3 separate regions of the Mus musculus genome follow, and regions 2 and 3 are each linked to region 1. A link is a contact called in public Hi-C and HiChIP or PLAC-seq data. All regions are on one chromosome and are shown on one strand. Each heading gives the region's core, a stretch centred on a gene start, on an enhancer-like site or on the middle of the called end of the contact. The rest is flanking DNA. Distances are from core to core; before and after follow the strand shown. Region 1 overlaps Daam1 (dishevelled associated activator of morphogenesis 1). Region 2 overlaps Daam1 (dishevelled associated activator of morphogenesis 1). Region 3 overlaps Daam1 (dishevelled associated activator of morphogenesis 1).

What was found. A called contact is a pair of places that touch in the nucleus more often than the background predicts. HiChIP or PLAC-seq counts read pairs in DNA pulled down with a chosen protein or histone mark.
Region 2: a contact with region 1 is called in an H3K27ac HiChIP or PLAC-seq map of heart atrium, with 8 read pairs. The contact joins two enhancer-like sites. A contact is called at or near these places in 1 of 484 Hi-C or Micro-C datasets (uterus), 3 of 115 datasets of contacts at active chromatin or transcription factors (embryonic stem cells, heart atrium and regulatory T cells) and 1 of 9 other capture datasets (embryonic stem cells).
Region 3: a Hi-C map of liver shows a contact between it and region 1, with 2.4 times the contacts expected there. The contact joins two enhancer-like sites. A contact is called at or near these places in 9 of 484 Hi-C or Micro-C datasets (CD4 T cells, the HL-1 cell line, brown adipocytes and 4 more), 4 of 115 datasets of contacts at active chromatin or transcription factors (embryonic stem cells, heart atrium, large pre-B cells and 1 more) and 1 of 9 other capture datasets (embryonic stem cells).

The regions. Positions count from the first base shown.
Region 1 is chr12:71,862,347-71,867,226 of GRCm38.p6, forward strand. The region is part of intron 1 of Daam1 (dishevelled associated activator of morphogenesis 1); the gene reads left to right. Among named protein-coding and RNA genes, the nearest start is that of Daam1, 34 kb to the left of the region's middle. Within about 2 kb of position 1,910, at least 58 of the 459 cell types and tissues checked have an H3K27ac peak or open chromatin away from gene starts, as enhancers often do. A contact at or near this core is called in heart atrium and liver, where this site is marked.
Region 2 is chr12:71,967,737-71,972,616 of GRCm38.p6, forward strand. Daam1 (dishevelled associated activator of morphogenesis 1) reads left to right here. Exons shown (of 26, transcript NM_026102.3): 18 at 3,358-3,442. Among named protein-coding and RNA genes, the nearest start is that of Gm40440, 70 kb to the right of the region's middle. Within about 2 kb of position 2,360, at least 19 of the 459 cell types and tissues checked have an H3K27ac peak or open chromatin away from gene starts, as enhancers often do. A contact at or near this core is called in heart atrium, where this site is marked.
Region 3 is chr12:71,931,020-71,935,899 of GRCm38.p6, forward strand. All of the region lies in intron 3 of Daam1 (dishevelled associated activator of morphogenesis 1), which reads left to right. Among named protein-coding and RNA genes, the nearest start is that of Daam1, 100 kb to the left of the region's middle. Within about 2 kb of position 2,167, at least 121 of the 459 cell types and tissues checked have an H3K27ac peak or open chromatin away from gene starts, as enhancers often do. A contact at or near this core is called in liver, where this site is marked.

The DNA of each region.
Region 1 (4,880 bases), core at 660-3,159:
TGTATTTGTATGTGGTGTACATGTGTTTGTGTGGGTATGTGTATATTCATGGAGACCATGTGTCAACATGGGTGCTGTGGGTCTGTGTGAACAACATGAGATAGATTGAGCCACCTTCCTAGCCTTGGAGTTCCTACTTTAGTGATGTAGAATAAGTCTATAGGATTGCTAGTAAGACAACCACAATTTTGCATTACAGCGTTGACCTCTCCAGAATCAGCCAATATATCTTTAAAGTAATTTTCTTGTGTTTCTGCTTCAGCGTCTGCTTTTGTTACTTACAAATTTTGTCACTGTTTCATAGGATGACCCTCTGTACAGAAATGGGTTTTCATTTGATAAAGGATTCTGTATTAAAATGATTTTAATACAAAAGGTGTGACACGCTTTGTTGTCCTTTCGCCGTCAGATGACTTGCTTCTGAAAGGAAGCTTTCAGGGTGAAGGGGAGAAGCCCCGTCCTGGTCTCCTTCCAGGCCGTCCGTGCAGGCTGCCTTCCAGTCACTGTGCACACTTCGACCTAGACACCTGGCTGTGGGAACGCAAGCTCTGTCTGTGATGCCCTGCAGGCTCGTTTGGGATGGCCAGGGACTAGGAGTGAGAATTGCAAGTTCAGTTTGTTCTGACACCTATCATTCTTGTAGTGTTTGTCTCTTGTGGTAAATACTATGCAGAGAGGTGCAAGGCTTCCTATGTAGGCCTGGAGTCCCTTCATGCCTCACCGGGACGGTCCCCAGCTCCCACTCATTCAGAATGAGTGTCCCCAGCACCCAGAAGCTGCTCGCACTGAAAACTCTTCCACTAAACTTCATCTTGAGGGGAGGGGTGAGTGAAGGGGCTTGTATTTATGTCAGTGCTGGACAGATAGAGGGCATATGCATAGTCAGTATATGTTGGGTTTCATCCTGTGCACAGGTGGCCCTCCCTGCTCCAGAGGCCAGCTGTCTGAGTGGAGCTACCTCAGTCGCTTACTGAGGCAGCCGAGGCAGGACTGTTGTTCCTTCTTAGCCCAGGCCCAAATACCTTAGAGTTGTAGATCCTTTGGGACATGTTTTGTTTGCTTGCTTTGATTTCTGGGGTATCATTGTAGTTCTTTGATTTGAAATAGTACAGAAAAGGAGTAAGTTTTTGTATGTGCCATTGGGGAGAAGGTTTACCATACAGCTGGAGGTGGCTTAGAACATAGAATGAAGTAGTTAATAGATTACCTTTCCTAAAGAAACGATAGCATGTGTGTTCCTTCCCACAAGTAGTCTTTTCTTACAGTGTCACATTTAATGGACTAGGAACAGAAGGAACCTTAGCAGTGATACTCAAGTCCTGCACACGTGTGGCATGGTAGGGAAAGTAAGTGCTCTGTCAATTCTACTCATCTTTCTTCAGGAAAAAAAAAAATCACTATTTTGTCAATGACAAAAATCCCAAGATCTAATGGTCTTCCTCAGTCTGAGTTAGACTTTGAGATTTTCAACAGGAAGTAATGAGAGCGTCTCAGAAAACTTAGCTCTATGTGCTCCTGCCCAGTTTTGTGCTGTCCGCCTTCTAAGCTTACAAGGAAAAAAAAAAAAAAACCTAACTGGAAGAGGAAATTGTATTTCTGCTATTGGCTGAAGAGGGTTCCAAGCATCACGTGGCTGTTGCTGAAATCTGGAAATCCACTTAACCCAGGCCGTTTTGTCTTCCCACACATTTGGAACGAACGCCGAGAGGAAAACACCTCTGTAGAAGCAGAGGGGCTATTTTTAGATCCACTCCTATTTTGGGTTTCAGTACTCAGAAATTTCCCCTGGGGGGGGGGGGAAGGTCATGTGTGTGCACCATGCTTGATGGGTTTCCTTACTCTGCTCTGTATGTACCACAGTCACCCGCAAGTCAGCACATCACATGCCATGCACATCAGTTGTCATCTGAGAGTAAACCCTGCGCCAGCCCCGCCAGCTGTGTTGGACATCCCTGTGTTGAGCATGTTTGGAGGTCAGAAGGTTAGTTTAGTTTGGATTTGCCTCTGGTTTCAGTAATATGTTTCTCCTGGTTCCTAGTGCCAGTTCATTGGCAGAACGGACTATCCCCTTTTACCTCAAAAAGGAAAAAAAAAGCTTGCTTTCAAAATACCAGAAAAGTAACCTTTCTTATGAGCATGAAATAGTAAATATTTGTAGTGCCAATTAGCCAGTAAGTACTGAAGTGTCAAATTATAAAATCACAACAAATTTAGTTATAGATCTAATTGCTTTTTCCCCTCTAAGCCACTCATAAATTGGGCAATCTCCATCTACACAATAGAATGAGAGCTCTTTGGTAATAGCCTAGCAGAGGCTTTAGGAGTGAGGCGACAAAACAATTGGAAACAGACTGATTGACATCAGCTCGTTCCAGCTTCCTGTTTTGTAAAGCAAGAGGGGATGTCCTTGATTCACGCAGACTCCTGCTTTCTGGAAAAACTGGTCTGTTTGGGGATTTATCTGCTTCCTGAAAGCTTAAATTGATTATGTGGTAGTTAGCAGGAATGACTCCATTTTGGTGTGGTCTAGGCTGTTGAAGCCTGTGGGAGTTCAACCCTAACAGTGGCCTCTCACAGTTGTATCAAAACATTTACTAGGCTGACAGTGAAGATTTCTCTCAGTGTGTTTCTGAGTGTTTTGGTCCCAGCAGGTGGGCGATGGTATAGTGTTTACCAAATTCACTCTTGATGATGGTTTAATGGTGTGTTTTCTGTTATACTTAGAGGCATGCAGGCTGATGTGTTGATTACCTGTTGATTAGCTCTGTTTCATTGGTATGCAAATGTCTGTCATAAATGGTAAAAATTATATGTACCAAAGAACTACTTTGAAATAAATTTCTTTGTAATTTACCATTAGGAAATGTTTGGTCTGTATACTTATCTTATGTCCCTGTATACTTGGAGTCACACAAAATGTTATTTAGTGAAATGCAGTCACAAATGGAGAAAGTTTAAGAAGCCCTCTTCTACCTTAAGTTCCTTCCTGTATAATCCAACACACGTGATGGCTATTTAGTCATCTAACTTCATAGTGCAGTCTTTATGAGTTTATAAAACCCTGATTGAAAACATGCCTTCCACACTGCTGTTTTCAGGGATGGTCAGGGGACAAAAACCAAGAACACAATGAAAAAAAAAAGTCCCACATATACTTGAATCCTGGCTCTTGGAGTCATTATTTCTTTGAAAGTCAATCTCATAGAAACATTTCTCCATTTGTTTACCAAGAGATGTGTAGTCTCAGTCCTAAAAACTTGGTAGGAAGTATGTAACCTTACCTAATTATACTCGTTGGTTGAAATGAGGCAGAAAGAGGCTCAGCTCCATGTTGTGGGTCTGATTTTCTTTTTAGCAAGCCCCCAGAGACCCTTTGGTGATGTGTGACTCTGGGCAGTGGCTTCCATCCCCATCAACTACCCTGAATGTTTTTCAACCTATAATTAGCAATTGAATTGAATGAAAAATAGATTCCTGTCTACCACCCCCATGCTAATAGTAGAATGTTTGAGGTAATGGAATAATAATATGGGCAGATAAATATAATACCAGTCAACCTAAGCAATACACTGTCCTTGTTTTTTAAATTTGAGGTCCTGTGTTGATTAACTGTTTGACCCTGGAAATAGATTTCAAGTTTGCCATAGATGAAACCAACCACAGGGCAAATCCGTCACTTCACAGTCCTTTCCTGAGAACAGGTGTTGGGGAAAGGTCCTTCCCGAGTGCTGAGAGGTGAGTTTCTGTGACCATAGGAAGACAAACTGCTGCTGATAGCCTGTGTCAGCTGCAAGAGTGACTGGGCTAACACACAGACAAGCGTTTCTGGGAGGGAAAACCCACTCAGCTTAGAGGCCCTGTCACCAAGCATCATCTTGCTAGAGAGGCCATGATGTGTTACCTGGAGTGTAACATGGAATCATTTCTTGGGCTTGGGTTTCTTTCTACTTTTACAAGTTAAACACTTAAAACAGATTTAACAAAAATTCAGTGGAGATTTCAGAGAGATTAGAATTTAAGAAGCATTATTCTGTGGCATGGGGTGGTGGGGGCATTCTGTCTACCATTCTTGGTGTCTGAATTAAGTTTTCCTTGTTGAGCAGCTGTCTACTTGGCTGCTGATGGATCTTTTGCAGACCAGATCTTTTGAAAAATGATGCTGAGGTTAAGACAAATTAATTAGCATGTTTCTAGAAGGTGAGTGGTGAGTGATGTAACTGAGGCCGGGGCCAGGGGTGGGGGTGGGGTAGGGTCCTGGAAGGAGACCTTTTTTACTTTGGGGATCTTCATTTCCCTCTGCCTCCGGTTTTTTCTTCCACCATGTGGCACCCATATTTCTTATTTAAAATTTAACAAATTATAGTTGTATGCTAATGAAGTCCAGCATTTTATTTAAAGATACTCATACACTATGGAGTGATGAAACCAAACCAGTTAACCTGTAGCACAAGCATTTTAAATTTCTCTCTCTCTCTCTCTCTCTCTCTCTCTCTCTCTCTCTCTCTCTCTCTCGATGGTGGTAGGGTAAGAATTCTGTAGCCTTGAACACCAGTCATTGCATATTGTCAAGCCTCCTGCTTTTGCTATAAACTCAAGCCCAAGAAATAGTTTCCTTTCATTTTAACTCTTTATAGAATATTGGTACAAACAGTTACAAAACATGGCAATAATTCCTGACGCCGGTGCAGACAAAGAATAAGAAGAGACAGGGATTGTGGGAAACAGAATCCAGTTGTTGTAGTTGGGGAATGAAAATCCTAAGCTAACGGAGTATCCAGCTGTTTGACAGTTTATGAGACCACAATTGAAATAGCTTTATTATCTTTAAGGAGAGTGGTCCGGGTTGAGAGTCTGGGTTCCAGTTTCAGTTTTCTCCCTCA
Region 2 (4,880 bases), core at 1,110-3,609, 110 kb after region 1:
TAAGTTCTGTGACTCTAGAGAACCCTGACTAATACAGGGACACACACAAGTCAGCCATAATCAAGCCATAGCTCCTGGTCTATAGTGTGAAGCTCGTGGCCGTAGTAGTTGTGCAGTGGGCTGATGACATGCATGAAGCCCCCCGGTCACTGCTTGGCTGATGGCCATTTATATATCATGGCATCAGAGAACAGGGTTTGTTCCTGAGGAGAGCAGTGTGTAAGGTGGGAGGGATCAAGCGGTGGTTGCAGAGGAGACACCAGCTAGGTAAGACATGTTGGGCCAGCACTGACAGAGATGAGAAACTGTTGATAGGAATTGGCATTTCACTTTGTACTTAGGGATAACCAGAAATATATCAAAAATCATGTCAAGTTTTCTGGCTTTCTACACATGCAGTGCCCACCTGTTCTCTTGTTGATGGAGGATTTGTGTCACAGCCATCATTACACCAACATCTACGGCAGTGAGAGGCTCTGGCATAGTCTATATGTTGTCTTTTCAGACACTTGTGTATCCCCAGGGTTTGGATAGCCTTTAGAGCTTCCTTATGTGCTATAGAAGTTAGGTAAGGGGGACCTGCTACCACCTGGCTTAGAGCCCAAAGCAGGTGACTGCCGTGTTATGCTTGGTAAGTGTGTGTTTACAGCTTACGTGACCGAGATCACCTGAAGCTCTTAAGAGCAGAAGGAAGAGAAGTTGTTTAGTGGAGGAACAGCAGTGCCCTGCCTATCACATGTGTGAGGAGAACGGATTGGCCATGGCATACCTCAGAATAAGGAGCTATTAAGAACTTCCCTCCTATGTGTTTATGTATTAAAACCCAATTTAATTGCTTTTTATTATAGTAGTCCCTCAGTAGCATAAGCAACTTCTCTACTGTCTGTATATGGATGACATGTATTTAATCACCAAAGCAGGCCTCCCCACCCACACCAGGAGAGAGAGAGAGAGAGAGAGAGAGAGAGAGAGAGAGAGAGAGAGAGAGAGAGAGAGACAGACTGACTCACCACTCACTCACATGGGTCTGTATTATAGAATGACCGCTTCCCGAATACAGCTGTTCCTTTTTCCCAGTTCCTCTCTTGACATGGCAACCTGGGTGTTGTAAACCACGAAAAGCCCCTTTATTAAGTAGGAGGATCTGGCAAAGCGGAGCCAAGGCTCATCTAGCCTTCTGTCCCTAGCTTGTTCTAATTGTCCCTGAAGGTTCTGATTCTCTGGGCAAAGTTTTTAAATACCCAAGTAGAGCAACCTGGAGTTAGATACTATTTTAAGGTGGCTGGTTCATTTCCTGCCAAGAAAGGGCAGTGGAAGCAGACGCCTCAAGAGTTGTCACCAAGAGCACTGCCAAGCTGTAAGAGCAATGAGCAGGCTAGAATCAGTGGGGTCCTTAAATTAAAGAGATTAAAGGCTCATTCTGAGGGTGACAAATGAGTCCTGGGGGGGGGGGCGGGGTACTCTCCTAGCCTTACTTAGGAGGTAGGGTTTCTTTGTCTGATCCATGTGTGGTGTTCCATTGACTGGGTAAATTTTCTTAAGGACTTTTCATTAAAGTCTCCTGTCTCTTTGTGGGCCACATTAAGAGGAAGTTTAGTTCAGACAGCCGCTGGAAATTGAAGAGCATAAATATATACAATTTCAAAGGCAAGCAGCTTCAAACTCCATCTGGGTAGCTAGTGAAATTCAAGCCCAGTGCTTTGAATAGTGTTCTCACTCTGATTCTCAACCCTTTACTTTTAAATGCAGAGCAGAAAGGCTCAAAACAATTTCCTCAGCCTGGTGTGAAAAGACGCAGAGCTCATTTAGTTTCCTCGTAGGAGCAGAACTTGGGGTCCTGTGGGATAGCTCAGTGGGTGCTGCCAAGCCTGAGAACTAGCATTCCGTCCCAAGGGGCCACACGATGAAGGAGAGAGCCATCCCTGAAATTGTCCTCTGACTTCACATACGTGCTGTGGCACACGCCGATGCACGCATCCAGTGATAAAGTAATGAAGTCATAAGCGAGGCTCTTTTGGTGGTGACTGTAGAGGCTTCCTCACCTGTTGGGTTTTATTAGAGGCAATTTTCTTCTCAAGTTACTGTCCCTTCCTTTGCCCTCTGTGGCCACACTATGGTACTGGCCCTTTAACTGACCTAAGAGGCTGTAATGTCCTAAAATCCAGGGCTAACCTTGACAATGGAGACCTGGTGCTTATGGACCTCCTGTATTCTTCTGTTGTATTCTCCACCCAGACCAACTTAGCTCAATTTTTCCACTTAATGTGTGGGTTTCCTGCCGTGCTCTGCTGCACATGTTTGAGAAGCAGTGATTGTCCCGGGGTTGAAACCGCCTGGTGGAGTCTGCCAGGGCCAGCCTGTCTCTGCCCAGCACAGGGTGAATGTGGCACCACAGCCCAGCGGCAGGGTAAGGTGGATTGCCCTTGTCTAGTGGACAGTTTGGCATTTACTGAGTGTGGTTATTGTCACTTCCCAAGGCATTCCTACCCACACTATTTCCCCCAGCCTTCATCTCCACGTGTGAGAGCACCAGACCCTTGAAAAAGGATCAGGACATGTATCCTTGTCTCCATGGTGACTATAGCTTTGGGCGGGTTGGGCAACAACAGCAAGACTCTTACGATAGAAAGCGCACACTCAACCTATGTCCCAAACAAGCTGCAAGACTCAGTGAACGCATAGAGGGTTCCAAGGCAGTAGGCGGGTAAAGATCCTTTCCTACTTAAACTAGCCACTCTGCATGCGGCTGCATCTCCTGCGTGAACCAGTAAGCAGTGAGAGAGAGTGGGAAAGCTCCTACTCAAACAGCAGTGTCTCTCCTTTTCTATCCTCAAATAGAAATGAAATAAGATGAGAAGAGATGAAATATATGAAAATACCTGACCTAGGAAGTAACCGTGTATTTCTCTTTGTATATTAATGCATTTAACTCTTCACTCGCCAGTATGGTTTCTAAGCTTGTCAAAAACTATTTTTGCAGCGTGCCCGGAATTCCTCTGACATACAGTGAGGTCAGGGGTTGAGTTCTCTCCTCTCACCCACAGTTTGTGGGTGTTGGGTCTGAGGAGACCACTGAACCTGCTTTCCTCATCTCTAACTTTCCTTGACAAAACTAATGATAGAACATGGCAGCTCGTCCCCATGTCAGCAGAACATTACAGAGCCGGGAAAGAATGTCGAAGCCGTTTCAAAATCCTATTTTTAGTTTCCTGTGTTGTCAGGAAATAAGCTTTTGCCGAGATTTTGAGAAAAACCATACTTGAAAATCAGCAGCTGGTGTAGTGGAGTGAGTCATCTTGTATTAAATTGTAATAATCATGACAGTGTTATTAACAAAATAAAATATGCCTTCTCCAGGTTGAAATTATCCAATGATGAAATCAAGCGGGCAATTCTAACAATGGATGAACAGGAGGATCTGCCCAAGGACATGTTAGAACAGGTGAGCCAGCCGCCAGACAGCTGTCAGAGCCCAAGTAGTAGCAGATTATCAGCAGCCAAAAAGGATTCTGGGAAACCCTCCTGTTGCTAGTAGATAATTTTCTCATCTCTGAATTGCACTGCTTTAAAGGACTCTTATTCTCTCATTGTTCCTCAGAAAGATAGTTGAGAAGGAATGTCACAGGTTGTCAAATGTGGAGCAATAGCTCAGGGGTTAAGAGCACTTGATGCTCTTCTAGAGGACCCAAGTTCATTTCCAGTACCCATGTAGAGTGACCAAGTGCCTCACAATACCTGCAACTCCAGCTCAAGGAGATCCAACACCCTTATCTGGTGTGTAAAGGCATCCACGTCACATGCCAATCATGTGCTCTCTCTCCCTCCCCCACTGTCTCTCTTTCATAAATAAAAGTCAGATGAAATCCTAAAGCAAAGTCTACTAAGGGCCTGGGGTCGCCAGCTCAGACTCTGTCCCTCGGCTTCAGGGCAGTGCTGGTCTTAACAGCTCAAAAAACTCTGCTTGAGCCTGGCGGGAAGAAGTATTTCTCGGGAGTGCTGGAAATCTCACAAGCAGTCTGAGATCAAAAAATCACGCTGCAAACTATTAATTACTAAATTTGCATCTTGGCTCATCGTTTCCACAAGCACAAAAGCCACCATTAATTCCAGCACAGCCACCTGTTCTAAGCAGTCATACCTGTCCTATGGTAAGCGAGTTATTTTAGAGCTAAGTCATGCCTCTATTCATATGTGGCATCTTGTGTCTTAAATGGCAGTAAGTCACAACTTAGGGGCAGCCACATCAGTGTCCCTGAGTAGAAAACATATTAGCTCTGTCCAAGCAGCCAGGCTACAGTGTGACTTGTTCTGGAGTGTTTCTCCAGAGTGGAGCCACTCTGCCTGTATTATGTGTGTCTAAGCAGTGCATGTTCCAAAGCTTGTTATCTGTCTCTCACCCTGACCACTTAAGGCTTGAAGGTTTCTGAGCTTTGTGGTGACCGTCTCAAAGTGCTTTAAGGCTGGCTATTCTTCCTTCCACTCCCTCGTACTTGGGACAGTCTAAGTTTAGGTGATCAGGTTTAAGGTCTGTGCTTACCAGAGCCAGGTCCCCAGAAGATCAGTCGTGGGTAGCAGCAACCATGACTAAAGGCTGAACACGGCCACTGTGTGCTGAGTCAGCTCTGAAAGTATGGAAAGGGTTATCTCGTGTCCTGAGTGGCAAGGCCACCTTCTCATAGATTGCCCCTCTGTCTTTGTTTGATGGTGACAACAGACCCAGAGCAAGATAGACCTGCAGCTGGACTTGTCCTGGGTGAAAACCTCACAATTCCAGTAGAACAACTTATCAAGCTGCCATTTAAACATTCGATTTAATTTTCAAAATGTTAATGATGTTTTTCTTCGAGTCTGCCATGGCTCTCTGTGGATGCACGGTTTCA
Region 3 (4,880 bases), core at 917-3,416, 69 kb after region 1:
GACATAAAAGACTTCAGCTGCTACCAAAGGAATATATTCATGCCTCTCCCTCTCCATATATCTGCCCCCCCCTTAATTATTTGCTATATAGCGATGCAATGAAAAATCTTGTGACACATACCCTTATAATTGTGAGTGAACAGAATGGACTACATTTCTGAAAACATATTTAACTCAATTTCAAAGGCTACTGTGCTTCTTATATTTAAATGGCTACTGTCAAAATGTAGTTGATCCTCTTTTGTTCAGGCTCAGCACTAAGCACGGCTCCCGTTAGAGACAGTGTCAGTATGCTCATCATAGCTCACACCTATTGAGCTTGTGCTGTGTGCACTTTCTCCAGGGCTCTGGTTTGTATTGGATTTGTGTTTCTGTGTGCTCACAATGACACTGTTGTGAGGCAGTCATGTGAAACTAAAGACACACAGCAAACCTCACAGTGAGCAAGTGATGGGTGTTTCACCTCCATGCCTAGAACACAGTCAAGTTGGAGGCGCTGGTGAGGGACAAGTCTGAGTTGTAACTGTGTGCTTATCGCAGAGGGAGTGAGACTAAGAAGCAATGCCAAATGACCCTCCTGGGCAAAGTGATGTTGAGAAAGACACAGACACTTGTGCATTTAAAAAGACTAGAGGAAGAATCCTTGACACTGACCTGAGATTTTAATGAAAATGTTCCATTTGGAGACGACATGAGCTTAGAAAGGGTATCTTCACCCCCTAAGGTATCTGGATTTTACACACACACACACACACACACACACACACACACACACACACACACACTCACACACACACTCACACACACACACACTTAGGGTAATAAGGAAAAGAGGTTAAACAAGTCATTTCAGGCTGGAGTTAAAGGCAAAGTGTCAAAGGTGAGCTCTGTCCAGCAGGAAGTCTCAGCCATCATCAGTGTCCTGCTATCTATCTCTGAAGGCCTCTAACAAACAGGAGGGATTGTATTAAATGACAAGACAGCACAGACGTGGGTGGCTACTGAGTGACAGTTGGGCTGACGGTTGACAATGAATAGTTCTGCCACTGAATCACTGGACAATGTAAATTTTTACAAGTTATTGACGTTAGAAGTTGAGTCTCGGAATTAAGTACAGTAGAGGTTGTGCCCCAGTGATGTCTCACTGTTGGACTCTTAGAGCTTGTAGGAACGTCAGAAACATTCTCCTGTTTTTGAGAAAAGGAAAACAACCCCAGATATATTCACACTTACCCAAACTGTCACCTGAGTCAGTAAAAAAGAAGTCTATAGAATTACATCTTAAGATGGCTGGATTAGTGGCCTACCCATCATACCATCTAAAAATCAGTAGCATAGATATATATTCTCAAAAAAAAAAAAAAACTAGAGAATTTAATAAATTCAGACACTTGTTTCTGTTCTAATTATTTAGCAGAACTTCTAAAGATAATTCCCATAAACTAAAGTGTGTGTGTGGCATTTTCAAGAGGCAGCCAAGGTCCTATTTTCATTCTGCCATTGTGTCACAATACAATTTTGGGGAGGACTCATTTCAATTTATAGACTAAATCAATCAATGAGGGGTAGTCAAGGCAGGAACGTGTAGGGAGGCCTGCTCACTATCCACAGAGCGTCACCTCTGGCCAAGTAACTCACTTCACAGGCAAAGAGGCATATGGGTCTGGAGTTTCTCAAATATTCTCCATGACCATGAATAAATATTAATAAATAAAAGGATTTACTAAGTGCTGGCTAGGACCGTGGATACTGGCCAATACCATACCAGAGACTGGAGGTGCTCATCAGAGTATGGTACTGAATTATATATATTACTTAGGAGCTTATAAAGAAAAAAACCCACGAGGCTGCATACTTCCTGCCTACGTGTAATCAAGCAGACACACCCTGTGCGATTGAGGGCAACTGAGCTTGTACACAGAAGTAAAGGCACAAGGTTGGTTATCTTCCATGCACAGCAGCCCCAGAATTCCAGGACATTGTCAGTCCCTGTGCACATGGGGTTTATAGGTTACATGCCTTCTTGTTTTATAGATCTCTTAAACACAGTAATTTAAACTTAAAATATAATGTTAGTCGTCACACAGAGGTAAGCAGGAAACCCAGAAGAGTGCTGCCTGTTGGCACATTCTCAGCTGTTTCCTTGTACAGCCTAGGACCACGTGCTCAGGAAATGCACTACCCACAGTGGCCAGAGTCATCCTCAATCAGTAAACAGCCAAGGCAGTCCCCCAGAGATGTTCCACAGGCCAGGTAGATCTAAGGAAGTCCTCAACTGAGGTTCTATGGCGATTATTTCTAGATTGTGTCAAGTTGACATTTGAAGCTGACTAGGACACAAAAGTAGATTTTAATGTGAATTGTCCTTTCTTTGAGTAGACTAAAAAGAACATCTAATATGAATCCAGGATTTGTATTTACTTAGGGCAACTTCTCAGTGTCATGAACTATGACTTGTCTTGGGGACCTTATTTTGTTTTCTAGATAGATCTTGCTACCGTGCCCAGATTGGCTTCAAACTTATGATCTACTTGCTTCAGTCTCCCAAGTGCTAGGGTTATAAATTTGATCTATCATACCTCACTACATCTTAAGAGAAAAACAAAACAAAACAGAACAAAACAAAACAAAACACCTCTCTTTTTCACAGACAATATAGTAAGTTAATATTCTTGCTTAGAGAAATGTTGTAACAGGATTGGAGAAGAAGGCAGCGAAAATAGGTTTAGTTGAGTGCTTGATGTGCTCAGTGTTGCTGTTGGTTCCGTCCCGCATGCTGCAGCTAAACAGCCTTGACCTTCCCTGCTTCTTCTTTAGAAGAAGGAACTAGAGCTGAGATAGGTGGCCCAGAGGATAATGTCAGAGGCACAGGACATACTTTCTCTTTAGCAGGGACACACATGCTGTCAGGAAGACTATACAACTTAGAAGTGTCTTCTCCTTGGCATGTCTCAGTGGCCTGGGTTTTTTATAGGATGTTCACCCTCTTCCCTCCAACTCCCACCCAGAAGAGCTGCTTGCTTGCTTTCTGACTCCTCAGTGAGAACTTTAACATTCACTCACGCTAGAGCACAGACTCAGTCTTGCATTCCATCCGGCGACTGCTGCATCCTTCTGTGTGTAAGGACCAGGACTGCACAGGCAGTCAGAGGTGCATTGCCAAAGGGAAGAGCGCCAAGAATCCCCCTGCCTACTACTCCCAGAGCAGTATCAACCAGTGCATTCATACATGTGGCACTTGTAATTTTCTCAGCACCGAGGCACCAGAAGTGAAAGGAGCCCCATTTGACTACAATGTCTACTCTTAACTGTTAGTATTATTCAAACATTTCAAAGTACAAAGTCTTCCTTCTATGCACTAGTCTTCAGTTTCTAAAATAATCCCTGTTTTGTATCCAGGACTGTGGAGCTTACAACAGATAGGCTTTTGTGGAACCTTGGACATAGGACTTGGTTTTGTTTGCTTTGGAAATTTGCCCTGATTTGGGGAGAATAGAAAGATCTGGCACCTTCTATTTCATTTTATAGGTTCAAATACCATTGACTATCACTGAGGGTTTTGGCTTGTTAAATACGTTAGTAGCAGCAGGCTTTTGCTAATTTTAGTGCTCCTTCTAAGAGGAGAGCTGGGTTCAGCATTTATTCTGCCACTCTAGCTCTTTTATTAATGTGGTAAATTATAGCCAAGAGCCATTCTTAAAACTCATCAGGCTTTCTGAATGTTTTTAAATCACAAGAGTGTAATCCTGCCCAACTTCAAAGCCACTGCTATACCCGTGACCCTCATCTGTGTCCCTTGCTGCCCACTCAGGTGGCCCTGTAAACAGCCATTTTCCTTCTTGTTACTGCTTGTTACTGCTTGAAAATAGTTTTTTGTTTGTTTGTTTGTTTTGTTTTTCGAGACAGGGTTTCTCTGTACAGCCCTGGCTGTCCTGGAACTCACTCTGTAGACCAGGCTGGCCTTGAACTCAAAAATCCGCCTGCCTCTGCCTCCGAGTGCTGGGATTAAAGGCATGTGCCACCACGCCCGGCTTTTGAAAACAGTTTTGAACTATATTTCTTTGATCACCTAAGCAGACTCACTTGGAAGTATCTGCCTAGAGACAGTGGTGTGTGTGTGTGTGTGTGTGTGCGTGTGCGTGCGTGTGCGCGTGCGCTCGCGTGCGTGTTTGTAGGGCGAGTAATGGTGGCTCATAGCTATAACCTCAGCACTTAGAAATCTGAATCAGGAGGATCACTCTACAGTCCTACAGTTGAGACCAGCCTGGGTTACAGAAAGAGGGAAAAAGGGAGGGATTTTTAGAGATAAGGTCTAAGCCTAAAATTAAAAGCTCCTCCTAGAAATCACTCTTCCAAGGCCCAATGCATGAATGTTTGGATGGATGGATGGATGGATGGATGGATGGATGGGCTGCTGAAACTAAAAAACTGAAGCCAGCAGTATAGCAGTAACTCCTTGGGCATCAGACAGCCGCTGTGTGTACATGGCAGTGTCTTCTCCTTGGGTGACCCATTATATCGGGGTGCTCTCTTAATGGAAAGTCCTGGTTACAGGAATACCTCTCTCAGCACAAAGGTGTGCGAGATTGTGGAAGCCAAGCACAGCGTGCCTCCTGGCTGAGCTTGCTGTGTCTCCAACAGAGACTACAGCTGACAGGGAGGTCCAGGTTAGGCGTGTCAGTGAACTCCATCCACAGATGCGCCAGCTGTTTTGGCTCAAGGTCACCTGGGTTGTGAGACACATCTAGCTGAGGTGGGTTTGGGTTTCAGGTCTTTTTAGCAGACACACACTCTATTTCCTTTCCTTTCCCTTTTTCCTTTCCTTTTTTCCTTTGCTTTCCTTCTTTTTTTTTTTTTTTTTGGTTTGTTTTTCAAGACAG